Linked DNA regions of Mus musculus: all the other regions are linked to region 1. The links are chromatin contacts, called in public HiChIP or PLAC-seq maps. All regions are on one chromosome and are shown on one strand. The core of a region is the stretch at or near the end of the contact, and the rest is flanking DNA. Distances in the headings are between cores, read along the strand shown. Region 1 holds the start of Pycr2 (pyrroline-5-carboxylate reductase family, member 2). Region 2 overlaps Capn2 (calpain 2). Region 3 holds the start of Srp9 (signal recognition particle 9).

Evidence for each region. HiChIP or PLAC-seq counts read pairs in DNA pulled down with a chosen protein or histone mark.
Region 2: an H3K27ac HiChIP or PLAC-seq map of extraembryonic endoderm stem cells shows a contact between it and region 1, with 10 times the contacts expected there. The contact joins the enhancer-like site here to the promoter of Pycr2 in region 1. A contact is called at or near these places in 2 of 115 datasets of contacts at active chromatin or transcription factors (extraembryonic endoderm stem cells and pancreatic cancer cells).
Region 3: a contact with region 1 is called in a FOXA1 HiChIP or PLAC-seq map of pancreatic cancer cells. The contact joins the promoter of Srp9 here to the promoter of Pycr2 in region 1. A contact is called at or near these places in 1 of 39 promoter capture datasets (embryonic stem cells) and 1 of 115 datasets of contacts at active chromatin or transcription factors (pancreatic cancer cells).

The regions. Positions count from the first base shown.
Region 1 is chr1:180,902,457-180,905,821 of GRCm38.p6, forward strand. Pycr2 (pyrroline-5-carboxylate reductase family, member 2) reads left to right here and starts at 1,818. Exons shown (of 7, transcript NM_133705.2): 1 at 1,818-2,074; 2 at 2,288-2,358. The coding sequence starts at 2,008.
Region 2 is chr1:182,498,368-182,501,732 of GRCm38.p6, forward strand. The region is part of intron 2 of Capn2 (calpain 2); the gene reads right to left. Among named protein-coding and RNA genes, the nearest start is that of Capn2, 18 kb to the right of the region's middle. Within about 2 kb of position 1,809, at least 36 of the 459 cell types and tissues checked have an H3K27ac peak or open chromatin away from gene starts, as enhancers often do. A contact at or near this core is called in extraembryonic endoderm stem cells and pancreatic cancer cells, where this site is marked.
Region 3 is chr1:182,123,011-182,126,375 of GRCm38.p6, forward strand. Srp9 (signal recognition particle 9) reads left to right here and starts at 1,727. Exons shown (of 3, transcript NM_012058.3): 1 at 1,727-1,965. The coding sequence starts at 1,894. Gm33725 (a long non-coding RNA gene) reads right to left here and starts at 1,756. Exons shown (of 3, transcript XR_373761.4): 1 at 1,423-1,756.

The DNA.
Region 1 (3,365 bases), core at 568-3,067:
TCACCAGCCCATAATTTATTTTTTCGAGGCAGGGTTTCTTCTGTCATATATCCCAGACTGGCCTGGAACTCTCAAACATCCTGCCTCTGCCTCTAGACTCCAGCCATTGCAAGATCTGCACAACCTGTCCTGGCTTATCTCGCTGAAGTGTTCTAACAAAGACATCAAGATTTAAATCTATTCTCAGATGTCTTCAAAGGAAATAGAGAGCTATTCTCCAAAAACTGTCATATTGGTTCTCCTTCGATGGTGAGACTGAAGACGGTGAGCCCACGCCTGATATGTAAAAGGCCGGGGTTTCATCTGAAATACTGAAAAAGAAAGAGAGAGAGAGAGAGAGAGAGAGAGAGAGAGAGAGAGAGAGAGAGAGAAGAGAAAGAAAGGAAAAAAGAAAGAAAGGAAGGAAGAAAGAAGAAAGAAGAAAGAAAAAGAAAGACATAGCTTTCTACTGAACCTAATTTTTGGGTAATAGACATGGATTCCTGTGTAATACAGGGAGCTAAGGGAGGGTTGGCTGCTGCAGATTGGCCATCTGCCTAGCCTGGGACACCTCAGTACTCTGTCCCATTGTCTGGTTCTTCCTAATTCTCAGAAGGGGCAGGCGTGTTACTTAAGGATAAGACAAGGGTGAAGGCCCTGAGGCACTGATAAAAATGATGCTGGGGGCGGAGAACCCGGGGAGAGGGGAGGGAGGAGGCTGAACTGGTTTTCCTATTGGCTGGGAGGTCCGGAAGGGAAGGGCTGGACGGTAGGGTCAGGGTGGGGCACTCCTGGAGGGTGTGTCCCAAATGGCTGGGTGGGAAGGTAGCTATTCATCTACCTCACTGTAGCAGAATACAAGAAAGCAGATAGTATGTATGTAGTTTCCAATTCTAGGAAGACTGGTAGGAAGGTCCATTGAGTTCAGGAACTTAAGTCTAGCCTGGGCAACAAAGCAAGAGATTCTGGCCAGAAAAAAAAAATCGTTCCACTTTAACTGTTTGGTTCGTCCATTAATGGAATAAATACACGTTAGAATCTTGTGTAAAATAACGTTTCGGTGGCGTTGGGAAACTGCTTATGATTGGTATACTATAGAAATGTATGTACTACACGCCTATAATCCCATCCCTCAAGAGGATGAGGCAGGAAGGTCACTAGTTCAAGAACAGCCTGGGCTACATAGTGAAACACTTTCCAAAAGTCAAACCCAACTTGTGGCTGTTCCTGAGCCCTCTGGTGCGTCTGGACATGTTTCGAGAAATCTTTCTGGGAATAAACAATACAATTCTAATGGAAGAGAGGAGATGTCACTGGTGATTCGGGACAGCTCCTGAAAAGCTTCGATGCTGGGTCTCTTTGTATACTCTAAAACCACAAGGTGGGGTGGACAAACAAGCAGTCATTTCTCACTGTCTCAGCTGTTTCTCCAGGTCGCCCTGTTCCGGGTAGCAAGAGAAGTCATGCTTGGCCAACAGGCCGTGCAAGCAGTGCTTTAAGGAAATCACTAAATAAATCAACAAATCATGATCTAGTAATTCGTCTTTTCTACCTAGTTCTACTTCGGAAGGAGCATGCCGAAGCTGGCTAGCTGTAGCCTGGTGTCCATGAGGGGTACATCTCTAATAGGCGTTTTGGAGATCTCACTCCTGAACCAGAGTTAGAAACCAACTCTTCTAACCAGGAATTACCAGTGTCCCAGGCAGGGCCAAGCAGACCCGCACCAGCGGAGCTAACAGGTTCCACCCGCTGCGCGATCAGGAGGCGGGCGCACGGCCTGACGGCGATGCCGATTGGTCCGCCCCAGACCCGAGCCTCGGATTGGTTGCCTTGGACACGTGGCCAACCGGAGGCTGCGTATTTGGCGGTGGATGCTCTGGGATACTTGGGGCCTCTCTAGCAGTTCATCTGGTGCATCCCGGTTTGAAAGCTGTTCCGAGCAATTCGGGTCCATCTTTTTCCACGCGCGGACACTGACCCCGGGATCCCCAGAGTCCCCGGATCGGCGCTCGCCGGGATCCTGCGGCCATGAGCGTGGGTTTCATCGGCGCAGGCCAGCTGGCCTGTGCTCTGGCGCGGGGCTTCACGGCCGCGGGTGAGCGCGTGGTCAGCCTTCCCTCTCACCAGAGTGAACGAGTGAGTGAGTGGGTGGGTGGGCGATGAGTGAATGTGAATGGATGGTAGATTTGCATCCATCTGCTGGGAGCATAGCGTCGGAGGCCGGCACTGCTAGAGCTGCTGTTGGCTTCCATTGATGGACTGCATGATTGGGCCATGATCTACAGTTGAAAAACTTTGTTTTCTGTAGGCGTCCTGTCGGCTCACAAGATAATAGCCAGCTCCCCGGATATGGACCTGCCCACGGTGTCTGCGCTCAGGGTAGGCTAGGAGGGATGGAGGGAAGTGGGCAAGAGGAAGAGGCCCAGGAAAAGCGTGTCCGGAGATGCCCTGAGTCTGGCAGGCTCCGACTCTCCTTTAGGGAAGTCATCATTGTAAGCCCTGCACCTTCTCTGAGGCAGCCTTGTGTGGTGGGAGCTCCCAGGCAAAGTTAGTGTCGGATCCTACTGGGGTGAAAGTAGGCATATAAGAAAGGTTCTTTTTGGGCTGGTGAGATGGCTCAGCGGGTAAGAGCACAGACTGTTCTTCCGAAGGTCCTGAGTTCAATCCAGCAACCATATGGTGGCTCACAGCCATCCCTTAACAAAATCTGATGCCCTTTTCTGGAGTGTCTGAAGACAGCTACAGTGTACTTACATATAATAAATAAATAATTCTTTAAAAAAAAAGGTTCTTTTTGTTAGTCTGCTTTGAATTTCACTGCATAGCCCGTGTTGGCTTCTAAGTCTGGAAAATTCTGCTTACCGATGTTGTAAATGACAGCGTTGCTAGGGGACTTGGTGAGTTACGTAGTTTCTTTATTCAATAAAGCTTAATGTCCCAAGTCTTCTAACATCTGGCCAATGTGGGACAGGTGAGCAGATGAAGCACTGTGGATACTGTTTGTGCCTAGTATAGGCTTATGTCCCCAACGCTGTAGGACCCCAGCTATGCACCTCAGAGCCCTAGAGGGGGCCCCGTGGAGACTTGTTACTCCGGTAAACAGCTGTGAGGTTGGGAGTGGGCTTTGCAGCTCTGCTTCCAGACTCTGGGTGCTCAGCTCTTTCCATCAGTTCTCTCTCACCTGGCAGAGAGGTTCGAGATTGCTGGGGTTGAGGGGACAGCCACTTTCCTGGCCATGGTGGAGCAGCTTACCATTTTGTACCTATTTGTCCGGTGGCAGGAAAGGAAAGCTGCCATTTGGGGATAGTCACGGAGCCCTGAAGGCACAGAACAGAGTGTTGGCTACAGTTGACAGAGAGGGTCTGCTATTCTATGGGTGGCACGGG
Region 2 (3,365 bases), core at 559-3,058, 1.6 Mb after region 1:
CTAGAAAAAGTAGGAGAAGTCTATTACAATCTTAGAGTGGAAATTAGCTATCTGATTGAAATTTAGAAGTCATGAAGTTTTAAAATCATAAGTTAAAATTCTTTAAATCTAAAATAATAAATTTAGCTACATTAAAGAAATTACATGGTAAAAGTCACAATAAGCAAAGAAGTAAAATAATAAGAATATAGAAAACGTGAAAAATGAATGTCGTTAAGGCCTAGACCACGGGTCACTTTTTTTTTTAAGTATATAAAGAGCAAAAGGCCAAGCTTACTAGAAAAATAAAGATACAGTTAATAGAAAAGGGAAAACTGGTGTGTGTGTGTGTGTGTGTGTGTGTGTGTGTGTGTGTGTGTGTGTGTGTTCATGCGTGTGCATACATAGTAACGGGAAGCTGTGTCTGTGCCTGGGTATGTGTGTTTTCATGTGTGTGCATTTACATGAGAGCAGAAGGCTCTGTCTTCTGTATATATTTGTGTGTGCACATGTGTGTGTATGTATGCGCTATGTGACATACACAAGAATGTATGTGTGTGTGTGCATACAAGAGAGCAGAGAGTTCATGTGTGTGCATATGCACAAGAGCAGGAGAGTGTGCCTGTGTGTGTGTTATGTGTATACACAAGAGCAGAAGGCTGTGTATGTGTGTGCAGTGCAGTCTCAGGTGCCGTCCTTTCTGCGTTTTGAGGCAGGCTTTCTCACTGGACTACTTAGGCTAGGCTGGCTGGTGAGGGAGCCACAGACCCTCTCTCCCCTCAGCCCAGGGCTACCTGCTACAGTGAACACAGACCCTCTGTACCCTCAGCCCAGGGCTACCTGCTACAGTGAAGCGCCCTTGACTGTACTTATGCTTTTCTCTCTGGGTTGGGGCTCCCTCTTCCTTCTGGACATTTCTCTTTCTCTATTAAGTTAAGGTCTGCAATTCTGTAACTCAGGCTGACCTAAAACTCACTAATAGTCTAGACTGGTCTCAAATTTACAGCAATCCTCCTGCCTCAGCCTCCCAAGTGCCGAGATTACAGTTGTCTAGCATCTGTGTGGCTCTGGAATGCATTTCCTTTATAGCTGCTTGGTTTTCTTTAAAGCTATCATGTTTGCACTGTCTGTATTTACACTGCTGGCTGTGTACCCTGGGAATGGAGAGGCACATGTATATATAAATTCTGCCTTGGCTGCTGTACAACTGTGACAGACCATCTCTAGTCTGTCTTTCTTGCCCGGAGAGCCTCATACTGGCTTCTGTCCAGCACCCGGGACAAGGGCAGGGACAAGGGTCAGAGACAGGTCACTGTAGCACTTATCGCTCATGAGAGTCCCCAAGGCTGTGCCTCCCCAGGGTGGGAGCTGGCAGCTGTTGACCATGTCCATGCTTAGCCCGGAGGTTACTGAGCCGCCTGTGACCACTGTCTACAGAATGCCAATCTGTCACCCAGGCTGCCTCACATCATCCCGGATGACACCAAAACTTCAGATTGAGCCCCAGAGGCCTCCTGTGTCCTGTCATCTACTCCCACTGGACTTTGTTTCTGTGACAAAACAGAGATAGAATATCTCCATCCAAATAGAGAGACCAGACTTGGGCTACACATATTTACTTTAGGATTATAAAACTCTGAGGTAAAATGACTGACAGTTTGAGGAAGGTGGGGGAGGCGGGGTTCTCGAGTCTAGAACCAGCACTGAAAGGACATTACTGTGGCCAGGGGAGTGGCCGAGGGTCTCACAGCCAGCCTGGCCCCCTTCATCTTTTACCTGGGGACACACTAAAAAATTCTGACTTCCTGTGGTGCAGTCCTCCAGGGTTCCCATCCAGGGTGTGTCTTGCTGCAGGCAGAGTTCATGCCTCTTGCCCGAGACCTGGCCTCCTCTGTTCTGTTTCTAGTTTTTCACTTCTCTGGCATGTTCCACACACCTGTTTGTCTTCCAGGACCAGAAGGCACCATAAGCCTCATCACCACGCCTCCAGACTCTTCAGACTCTAGGTTCTTTATCCTCTCAGCCCCCTGTAGCTTCGGCTCACTTTGTTCCTTGGCCCAGGCTCTCCCTTCCTGTGGCCTTTCCTTCCCTGGGTGTGACCCGCCCTTCTCACATTGTCCTAGGCACCACTCTGTCCCATCGGCTAAACAGGAGGCAAACAAAACAGACATGACAGTTGCCCACTGAGTCCATGACCCAGGAGCCTTGGACACTAAGGCTGGAGGGGCAGCAGTCACTTTGGGCAGGGACACTGGCCCAGCCTGGGTGGTGAGAAACTAAGCCAGAGAGACCCAGTTGGCCCACTGGAGGCCGACGGATACACACAAATGTGGTTAGAAATCTAGGTCTGGCCCTGATGCTGCTGCCGCTTAACAATGGGTGAACTTTGCCGCCTTTCTTTTCATCCCGTGCAAGCCTTAGTCACCTTTGGCAGTTTTGTTCTGGGAGGTGTGAAGCTGGCAGAGGGCTTGGGGAGGAGGGGCAGGGATTGCCACTGAGGTGGGAGTGAGAGAGGGAGGGGACAGTGCTGTGCCATAGCTCTGTCTCACGATTCTGGACAAGTCTTTGGCAGTGCTTCCAAAGTTGCAGAAAGTGCTGCTGTCCAAACAAAGGGACCGGATCATGGAAGTCAAGGTCAATATGGAGGTCAAGGTCAACACAGAGGTCAAGGTCAATATGGAGGTCAAGGTCAGCCCTGAGGTCAAAGTTAACATGGAGGTCAAGGCCAGCACTGAGGTCAAGGTCAGCAATGGCATTAAGCTCAACACAGAGGTCAAGGTCAACACTGAAGTCAGGGTCCATGTGGAGGTCAAGGTCAGCACTGAGGTCGAGGTCAATGTGGAGGTCAAGGCCGGCACTGAGGTCAAAGCCATGTTTGCATAATTGCTTAAGAGCCAAGAGGGGCTCCTACAGGGAAAGCCCCACTCCCTGTTTCACTAGACCAAATTTTCAGGGGAAATCTAGTTTCTCTTTACACCAACTAGGCTGGGCCCTGGACCTGAGAATCACAGGCCCTCTGGGGTCCCTTCTCTTCTTGGTTCCCTGACAGAGAACAAAGTTGCAAGGGTCTCCGGAGCCGGCCTCTTCCTGTTCCTGAATCTGTGGTTATGCTATGGGTTTCTTTCCGATGTGTTCTCCCAGAGACTCCTGCCTTGTCAGACCAGCATCTACTTCTTGATGTATCTATTCCTCAACTAATCAGTGATATTCTCTCTAGTCTGGGGTACCTGAGAAGACCTTTTATCCATGGGCCCTTGGGGTCTCTACAAATTCAGACTTTCTCTCTCCATTTTAATTGGTTTGGCCAAAGCCAGTTAAAGCCAGAGTCTGGGCTTTTCCACACCTTGGACTCAGCCTTGGAGACTCACTTAGCCTTCTGGGATGAA
Region 3 (3,365 bases), core at 477-2,976, 1.2 Mb after region 1:
TATTTATTTATTATGAGTATGCTGTTGCTGTCTTGAGACACACCGGAGGAGGGCATCGGATCTAATTACAGGTGGTTGTAAGGCACCATGTGGTTGCTGGGATTTGAACTCAGGACCTTTGGAAGAGTAGTCGGTGCTCTTAACTGCTGAGGCATCTCTCCAGCCCTGCTTGTTTATTTCTAAGTAGCCCAGTTTGGCCTTGGACTAAATAGCTGGGACTTTCCGCAAACTCATGACATAAAAAAAGAAAAAGAAAGAGCAAAAGAAAAAAAGGAAGGAAGGAAAGAAGGAAGAAAAGAGAAAGAAAATGAATGAAAGGAAAGAAAAGAGAAAAAATGAAAGAAAGAAAAAGAAAGAGAAAGAAGGAAAAAGAAAAGAAGTCGGGCAGGGGTGGCGCACGCCTTTAATCCCAGCACTTGGGAGGCAGAGGCAGGCGGATTTCTGAGTTCAAGGCCAGCCTGGTCTACAGAGAGAGTTCCAGGACAGCCAGGGATACACAGAAAAACCCTGTCTTGAAAAACAAACAAACAAACAAACAAACAAAGAAGAAAGAAAGAAAAAGAAAAGAAAAAGATAGGGAAGAGGAAGGCAAGATGGGGAGGAGAATGTGGCTAAGTTCAGTGGCAGAGACCTTGTCTAGAATGCACAATCCTTAGCACTGAAAACCCAAAACAATACAAGACAAAACAAAACAAAAAACCCAACAAAACTGTTTAAAGCTGATCAATGGGGGCTGGTGAGAGGGCTCAGGGTTAAGAGCACTGACTGCTCTTCCAGAGGTCATGAATGAGTTCAAATCCCAGCAACCACATGGTGGCTCACAACCATCTGTAATGAGAAACAAAAAATAAAAACAACAACAGCAACAACAACAACAAACCTTTGGGCCCGGATTGAGGAGGGGCAGAGCAAGATGGAGAAGGGAAGGGGGAAAAAGCAGCTCAATGGACAGGGGGATGTAATTTTTAGTAAGAGTAAACATTCGTGGGGCCAGGAGTGAAGACAGAGGAAATGAATTACAAGGAGGCATGAAGAAATTTCTAGAGGTGAAAAATACCCCCATATATTGATTATGACATTAGGCAAGTAGGTATATGCTCTGTGGCTGTGTGACGTGTGTGTATATGTATTTTTTTCAGAATCCATGATCGTATATTCTCAAAGCCGATGTTTACTGCACACATAAACTATATACCCCAATAAAATTTCTTTTAAAAGCTGTCCTGTGTCACACTCTGCCTGAGGGAAAGACTCAAATTTCGTATCCTAGCAGATGCCACAGTGTAGCTTCCTTCTCTCTGTGCTTCTTCTCTTCCTCCATTCCCTTGAACACTACTGTTCCTCTTAAGTACACGTACACTGCAGATCTTAAATGTGCCTAGAGGTCTCGCCCTTCTCTACTCCCTATTCAGTTTGTCTCACCTCTGGGAGCCTTGCTCCTTTTTGTTCCACTGACCCGATACAAAAGTCTACCACAGAAAGTTTTTGGTTGCGCGTCCGTTATGTCTCCCCAACTCCTTGATTAGGCTTTGAGTGTGACAGCTGCGCCTTGTCATCACCACGACTGTGACTTGGGTACCAGGTCACAGAGCTCCTTAGTCTTTGGAAAGGCAGCACAGGCACTATCCCCTCCAGCCCTGCAGGCGGCGCTGTGGCAGCCGCCCTCTCCTCTCCCGACCTCTCAGAGCGGAGGCCCCGCCCCCCGACATCACGCCTCCTGCCCATTGGACAGGCGCGCGGCCGAGGCTGGCCAATGGCGTGAGCGCTCGTGAGCCTCCGTCTTTGCGCCGCCGGAGTGCAGCGCTGTGGGCGGTTGCGGGAGAGCGGCGGGCCGCCGGGGCGACAGCGCCGTGACTCGCTTCGCGGCCTTGTTCCTCGCTGCCTGAAGCCACGATGCCTCAGTTCCAGACCTGGGAGGAGTTCAGCCGGGCGGCCGAGAAGCTCTACCTGGCGGACCCCATGAAGGTGAGTCGCTGCAGGGACCGCCCTGGGGCCCGGGGCTTCTCTACCCTTGGCGCGGCCTGAGCACGCCCAGGAAACAGTCGGCCCACCCGGTGCCACTGTCCCTTCGTCTGCTTCCGACTGACCCGGAGACCCAGTGACCCAGCGAGGCGACCCCAGCAGCTACAGGCAGGGCGGTTTCCGCAGCGCCGGACCCCACAGCGGCCTGCACCCGGGGGAGCTCCTAACTTCCGCTCGGGATCTGGTTGGTTTACGTGTCGCTGAGTGGGCTCCTCCCCCTGCACCGTCGCTTTCCTGTCCGTCGCTTAGTTTAGTGCCCCTTTCCTTTCCTACCCAGACCCGAGAGTACCAGCTTATAAAATGGTGCTACTGTACGTCCCAGTTAGGAAGCACCTGCTCTACTTTTTTTTTTTTTTTTTTGGATAGTGGGGATTTTTAGTCTTTTCCTGGACCAGTTGAAACATGGAGACTGTTTGCACTCTCACGTTAGACATAAATGTTTGCAAGCGGTTTCATTCCCCAAAGCAAACTACCCAGTCCCATCTCAGCAGTTCAGAACAAGTTCCGGGAGGGGGACACAAAGGTCAGCTTCATCATTCCTTAAAGGATTGTTGAAGGTATGGTAGACGCATGTTTTATGAATATACACGTTAAGGAAAAAGAAAACAAAAACAAAAAAACCGATGAGCAGCTAACAATCTCAAGAACCCGGGCTCAGTGCATAACACGAACTCTGTGTGTGTGTGTGTGTATCATAATGAGACTGCAGAGACACTCAGCATGCAGAACTCACTTAAGGATGGAAAGAGGGAATCTACTCCTTAAATTTGCCCTCTGACCACACATCTCTCACACTAACATGTACACACACAGACACACACATGTAAGTAAAAATCAAAAATATATTGGTACTGGCAGCTTGCGGTGGCAGTACTTACTACAGGATTTTACAGGGAGCATCTTTTACTTTTGGTTGTGAGCATAGCCTTTAGCAGCTAAGCCATCTCTCCAAGCCCACAGGAAGCATCTTTTAAGAAGGTCAGTCCATTAATTCTTACGTATGTCAGTGTTTGCTTGTGCACATGGGGTGCCTGCCCTGCTGGGGTCAGAAGAGGGCATTGAATCCCCGGGAAATGGAGTTAGGCATGGGTGTGAGCCACCTTGTGGGTGCTGGGAGCCAAATCTGTGTCTACCTGCATTAGAACCACAGGAAGACCAGAGTAGACAGTAGAACATTCGGAACCATCCTTGTGTATTTTTAAGCTCCTATCTTCTCATGCGTCCTAGATGGGCCTCATTAATGTCCTGTGGAGATGAGAGTGATCTTGAACTCTGGGTGTTAGCTCCCCCGGCCCTTCTTTTTATTTCTCAGGAACTCAGAGATCCGCCTGCCTCTGCCTCCC